2 separate regions of the Mus musculus genome follow, and region 2 is linked to region 1. A link is a contact called in public HiChIP or PLAC-seq data. All regions are on one chromosome and are shown on one strand. Each heading gives the region's core, a stretch centred on a gene start, on an enhancer-like site or on the middle of the called end of the contact. The rest is flanking DNA. Distances are from core to core; before and after follow the strand shown. Region 1 has its middle 21 kb from the start of Gm40747. Region 2 holds the start of Btg1 (BTG anti-proliferation factor 1).

Region 1 (2,700 bases), core at 80-2,579:
AGATTTTACAATAGTAGGGAGCAATAAAACAAATTAGTGTAGGCTCCTGAGAGAGAAAAGTCACCAATGGACTTTAGTAGCAGACCCTGCAGGCCCAATACCAACCTTCCAGGCAAAATGTCTACTGGTACAAGAGTGGATTGGCTATTATGGGGGTAACCGTCCCTTTCTGATTGGATTTGCTCCACAGCAAGGGACATATGCCTAGTATTGTAAACCTGGCTAAACTCCATAGCTCTGAGGGGGTTGGTTCATAAACCTTAGGGAAATTGAGTACTGTTTCTAAATGGCCCTGTCAAACTGCCTTCTAACTATTTATGTTTGTACCCACAAATCTGCGTGCTTCTTTCAGCCTTGGTCAGAGAAACCTCTATCAGCACTGGGCCGCCATCAATACAGATTCATAACTGGTCAAAATGCTGAGACTAAATAACCGGTGCATTCTCAGCCTTAAATGGGACCATTGTCTGAGTCACCTCCCTCTCAGGGAACATTGAGAAAGAGTTGGGGATGGGAAGAATGCACAGGCTGAGGGATGATGGGGAAAACAAGTGTGAAATGCAATATTCTGGATATGACATGGCCATTGCATTCCCGAATTCCAAAGCAGCTATGATTATCGGCAAAACCTATACAAGTTCAAGCTGCTCAGCATTCTAGTATGGGTAGGTGAGGGGCTCATGAGACCATGACCCTGGCTGAGGAGTTATTAGCAGCTGATAGCTGTTTGAGAGGGGAGAATCATTTTTAAAGGGGTGTGGCTGCTGGTAGACTTCCCATACTCTGGCAGATACACTACACCCGCATGCATTCTAATTAGAGATATAGAAAAGAGCTTTATGAAATCAAGACCTACCTTGGAAACCATAAGAAAGAATGCAGGAGAGTTTCCTTGAGGAAAATGCATTTTCTTTCTTAACTTTTTGCCAGTAGAATTATTTCCAGAAGTAGAGTTACATCTAAGACTCAATTACTTGCATTTTAGCTCAGACCCCATCTTCTCTCCTGACCTGGTTGAATCGAGAGTAGACAGCTGGCTCCTTCTTAATTCCCTCAGTCTTAATGCCTGAGACAGCAGAACAGTAAGGGTGTTGGAACAAGGTGATGTTCCTGATCAAGGGCTCTGACCACAGCATTCCAAATGCTCAGCAGAGACTGGGAACAATCCACAGGAACAGGGATGTTGAAAAACAAAAAGGATGCAGGGGGCGGAGGAAGAGGAGAAGGAGCAGGAAGATGATGACATAAACACAGGCCTACAAAGAAGGAGGCAAGCAGAAATCACAGCAGACATAATTTGACTAAGCTGTTTCCGGTGGGTTCCAATTCCTTGTTCTGGCTGTTCCTGTTGCGTTAGATGTATTTCATCACAATCGCACTTCATTTCTGTCAATGTACACTGCAAATAACTGAGCTTAGTTGGAAACAGATCACACTCGGAGGCTGAAATATCCAAGGTTTTATTTTCTTGGATTAAAGACTTTCCAAGGGAGCAGTCCAGGGTAAGAGTCACTCATTCAGGGCCACCCAGGATGACTTCCACTTAGATCGTATGTGACCTCTGTTGGCAAAGCCATTTCAACTGGCAAAGAGACTCCTTACATACAAGTACTTCAAGCATCAGGGGAAAAGAGCAACTAGAAGCTTCAACCCTCTTGTTTTCTACTTCCATTATCTCTGTTTACCTCTCTGAGTAGCTGGGTACGCATATGGCTCTACCAACCTGCAAAGGAGTCTTCGACATGCAATCTTCCAGCCCCATCATGTTCAGTGTTCTGTTACTGAGGAAGATAGGAAGAATGGTCACTGGAATGTAGCAGACTCTATATGTGCTAGTGTTGATTTCAAAATGGGCTGAATTGAGAACTGTATCTTAATAAAGCATATTTCTAACCATGATGCTGAAGACATTTGCAGAAGCAGCTAATTGAAGGTGGGGGGAAATGTCCAAAAGATTTGGGGCATGTTCTTGGGGAGTAACTTCTGTCCTAGGAACCCCCTCTGTCCCCTTTTCCTCTATTTCCTGGATACCACAAGGTTGACAACTTTCTGTTCCATATCCTTTTGTGGTGATGTTCCCATCTGGGCCTCATGATGCCCCAGAAACAAAGGAACCAACTATCTAGTCTAAAACCTCTGAACCTGTGAGTGGAAGTAAACCTATCTTCTTTGTAACATGTTTCTCTTGGGTGTTCTATCACAGTGACAACAAAAACAAAACAACAAAGCTAGTATGCTTTTTTTTTTCCAGCTATGGACACAGACCTATATGCACATGGTACAGAATCCATGCACTGACTTTGTATAACTCAAAGCCCAGAGTATGTGGAACCAAAAGATTGGTAATTAGTTCCATCAGACCAGATAAGTGGTGTTAGTACAAAGAGTAAGGAAACTGAAAAAAAAAAAAAAAAGGAACTTTCTGCTTGTGTAGTGCGTGGGTGAAAGGAGAGAAAAATCAGCAGTCAGAATTCCCCAACCACAATCCAATTCTGCAAGGTGGAAATGGCACATCCATGTCACATCAGGGTTATGGCAAAGGGAGGTTTATGGATGATGCCTTTGGCAACCCAAGGTTCCAGGCATCATGATAGATTGGCTTGTTCATCATCCTGTCCAATGGCCCCTGACACTGATTCTGCAGGAGGCCTGTTGCTGCATCTTGCACAACCACCCCTTAGAAACCAGGGTTTCTTTTCT
Region 2 (2,700 bases), core at 32-2,531, 340 kb before region 1:
AATGTTCTGTGGAAGAAAAGAACAGAGAAACAATGCTCAGGACGGTAGTCAACGCAGCCGTACCGTAGCGTACTTTCCTCCTCCTGCTGCTAGCTTCTTAGCGAAGCGAAAATGAAAACCACCAACTTTCACAAATGTCCGGGACCGAATTCGCTGTCGTGAGACAGAATAGAGAAAGCAAAGACACTGTGGCAAACACTGTCCGGGTACTGACCGGTTGAGCCGCCAAAACAGGAATCCCGCGCGCAGCCCTGGATGGCCAACTAGCTGGATGGCACAGGCAAGCGGGCGGGAACCTGTTTACTTTCTCCACCCCAACGGGGTCCCATACAATAGACTTTATGGAACTGGTGGGGGGTGGGGGCAAGACAACGCCACTATGGCCAGTTAACCCCAAAGGGAAGAAAACCCAAGAAACCTTAAACCAAGATCTGGGTTGGGTTGTAATTGTACCGGTGACAAATCCGATGATTAATGGGCAAGAGGCACAGGAGGTGCGGAGACCTGGCACGTCCGTCCCGGGCCGGCTCCGAAACACAGAGGCGACAAGCCACCCAGGGGCTCAGCCGCAGACTCTCGCAACGGTCGCGGCGACCCGGCAGAGGAGACCGACGGGACTCCGGGCCCTGGGTCTTTTGTCCCCCGCGACCGGCCGGTAGCCGTCGGGGCGCAGCTCCGCGTCGCCCCGCTTCGGATCCTTTGTTGTGCGTGTCGCGGCGCCCCGCCGCCCAGCTCCCCCCCCCTCCCCCAGCCACGACCGGGACGCGCCCGTTAGTGGCGACCCGCGACGGTCCCCGCGCCCCGCTCACCTGCCAGCAGCTCCTGCAGGCTCTGGCTGAAAGTCTGCAGCTGTCGCTCGCTCGTGAGCCCCTTGGTGCGGAGGAACTTGGAGATGAAGGACACCGCGGCGGCGATCTCGCCTATCATGGTGGCGGCCCGGGTGTAGAAGGGATGCATGGGGGCGGCGGCCGGGGGTGGCCCGGGGCGGCCGGGGCTCGGCCCCGACGGCGAAGCGGCCACCCCGGGCTCTCGCCCAGACCCGACGGCCGAGAGGAAGCGAGGGCGCGAGGCGCGGACGGCTACTGGTTCTAGGGGATTTTTTTTCTTTCCTTTAGAGTAAAAAAGTTATTTTCAAGCCAGGAGGCGGCAGGAGAGACAGAGAGAGACGAGCGATGGCGGCCTGGTCACATCGCTCGGACCTCCCCAGCCGCCTCCGCCTCCAGCTCGGTAGCCTCCGAGGATCCCGAGAGTTGCATTTCCAGCTCCGAGGGGCGAAGAGCTGCCGCCGCCGTGCAGCTCATTTTATAGGGCTGCGGAAAGGAAGTGGCGTACCCGGGGCGTGAGGGCGGACGCCAGCCAATCCGGAGATCGCACCATTGTGACGCAGGCAGATTCGGGGCTGGAGGGGGCGGGAGAAAGGCCGCCAGGGGGCGTGCCCAGAGGCCGGGATGAGAGGGAGGAGCTGACGTAATCTGCTTGTAAACAAATAAACCCCCCGAGTGGCAGCCTGAGACTCCGGAGCGGTGGAGGGCGGAGAAAGAAGCCAAGGAGGCGCGTGTGAAAGCTCCGCCCCCGAGCTAGCTCCGCCCCCGGTTCGGGCCAGCGGGGACCCTCCAGTCCCCGAGCGGGCTCCGGGTTCCTCACTTACTGCGGTGTGGCTGGAACCTCAGGACTGAGGTTCGGTCTCCGCAGCCCCAGTCCTTTGCGTACCCCATGTTTACATCTGAGCCCAGTTCCAGCCGGCTTGGCTGGCAGCCCTGGCGGGAGGAGCGTGCGGTGGCGGAGACTAAGGCTCCGCTAGGGAATGGAAGGAAGGACTCGCTCCCTGGAGCTATCCTGCGGCTTAATCCAAGCCATTGCCCCTAGGGTTTGCAGAACCCCGGGGGGCTGGGGGGGGGGAGAAGATGAGCCTTGAAACTCATAAAAATCTGCATATGTATTTTAGAAAGGCACAACAAATTCGTTTTTCTAGTTCAAGTGATGTCAGAACTTTAGAGTTGTGCTGCTGTTGACACATAAGATAAAACTTTAAGCTTGTCGAGAGTGTTAAGCATAGACACCCATATTTACTGGCAAAGACGGTTGTAAACAGCCTAGAAAAAAAGGAAAGCATGAGCCTGCTAAAACTATTAGACCCAAAATAGGGTTAACCCAACTCTCTTAAAGTAGGAGAAGGGAGAGAAAACAATGAAGTCCAGGCAGGAAGAAGAAAGCAAACAAGAGGCAGAAGTTGAACTCTACCAGATGGAAATAAATATTTAGAGTTTAGTTGGTCATCAGATGCAATACACACCACTTTAAAATATATATATGTGTGTGTGTGTGTGTGTGTGTGTGTGTGTGTGTGTGTGTGTATGGAGCTAGAGGAGAAACAAGAGGATAATTGGTTCTGAAATTAATTTGAAAAGGTGACCTATACATCATTTATCATTAATATACAATACTTAAGTACCCACATATTATCTAAAGATAATGTTAGAAAGCACTTCAGAAAGTATCAAGTTTTTTTTTATAATAAACTGAATCAAAAAATAACATCTTTGTGCATGTGTGTGTGTGCGTGTGCGTGTGCGTGTGCGTGTGCGTGTGTGTGTGTGTGTGTGTGTGAATTGTCAGATAGGACTTTCTGAAAACAGACGCAGGGTTTTGACTGGAGGCTCATCTTACCATCCCGGAAGATAAAGAACCAAAAGTGAGTCC

The links. HiChIP or PLAC-seq counts read pairs in DNA pulled down with a chosen protein or histone mark.
Region 2: an H3K4me3 HiChIP or PLAC-seq map of bone marrow-derived macrophages shows a contact between it and region 1, with 7 times the contacts expected there. The contact joins the promoter of Btg1 here to the enhancer-like site in region 1. A contact is called at or near these places in 11 of 39 promoter capture datasets (the 3T3-L1 cell line, 3T3-L1-derived adipocytes, the C10 cell line and 7 more), 7 of 484 Hi-C or Micro-C datasets (CD8 T cells, bone marrow-derived dendritic cells, bone marrow-derived macrophages and 4 more), 27 of 115 datasets of contacts at active chromatin or transcription factors (the 230-238 cell line, CD8 T cells, the NIH/3T3 cell line and 19 more) and 3 of 9 other capture datasets (embryonic stem cells, liver and macrophages).

What each region holds. Positions count from the first base shown.
Region 1 is chr10:96,279,035-96,281,734 of GRCm38.p6, reverse strand. No RefSeq gene overlaps it. Among named protein-coding and RNA genes, the nearest start is that of Gm40747, 21 kb to the right of the region's middle. Within about 2 kb of position 1,329, at least 13 of the 459 cell types and tissues checked have an H3K27ac peak or open chromatin away from gene starts, as enhancers often do. A contact at or near this core is called in bone marrow-derived dendritic cells, bone marrow-derived macrophages and macrophages, where this site is marked.
Region 2 is chr10:96,615,582-96,618,281 of GRCm38.p6, reverse strand. Btg1 (BTG anti-proliferation factor 1) reads right to left here and starts at 1,281. Exons shown (of 2, transcript NM_007569.2): 1 at 810-1,281; 2 at 1-6. The coding sequence starts at 957.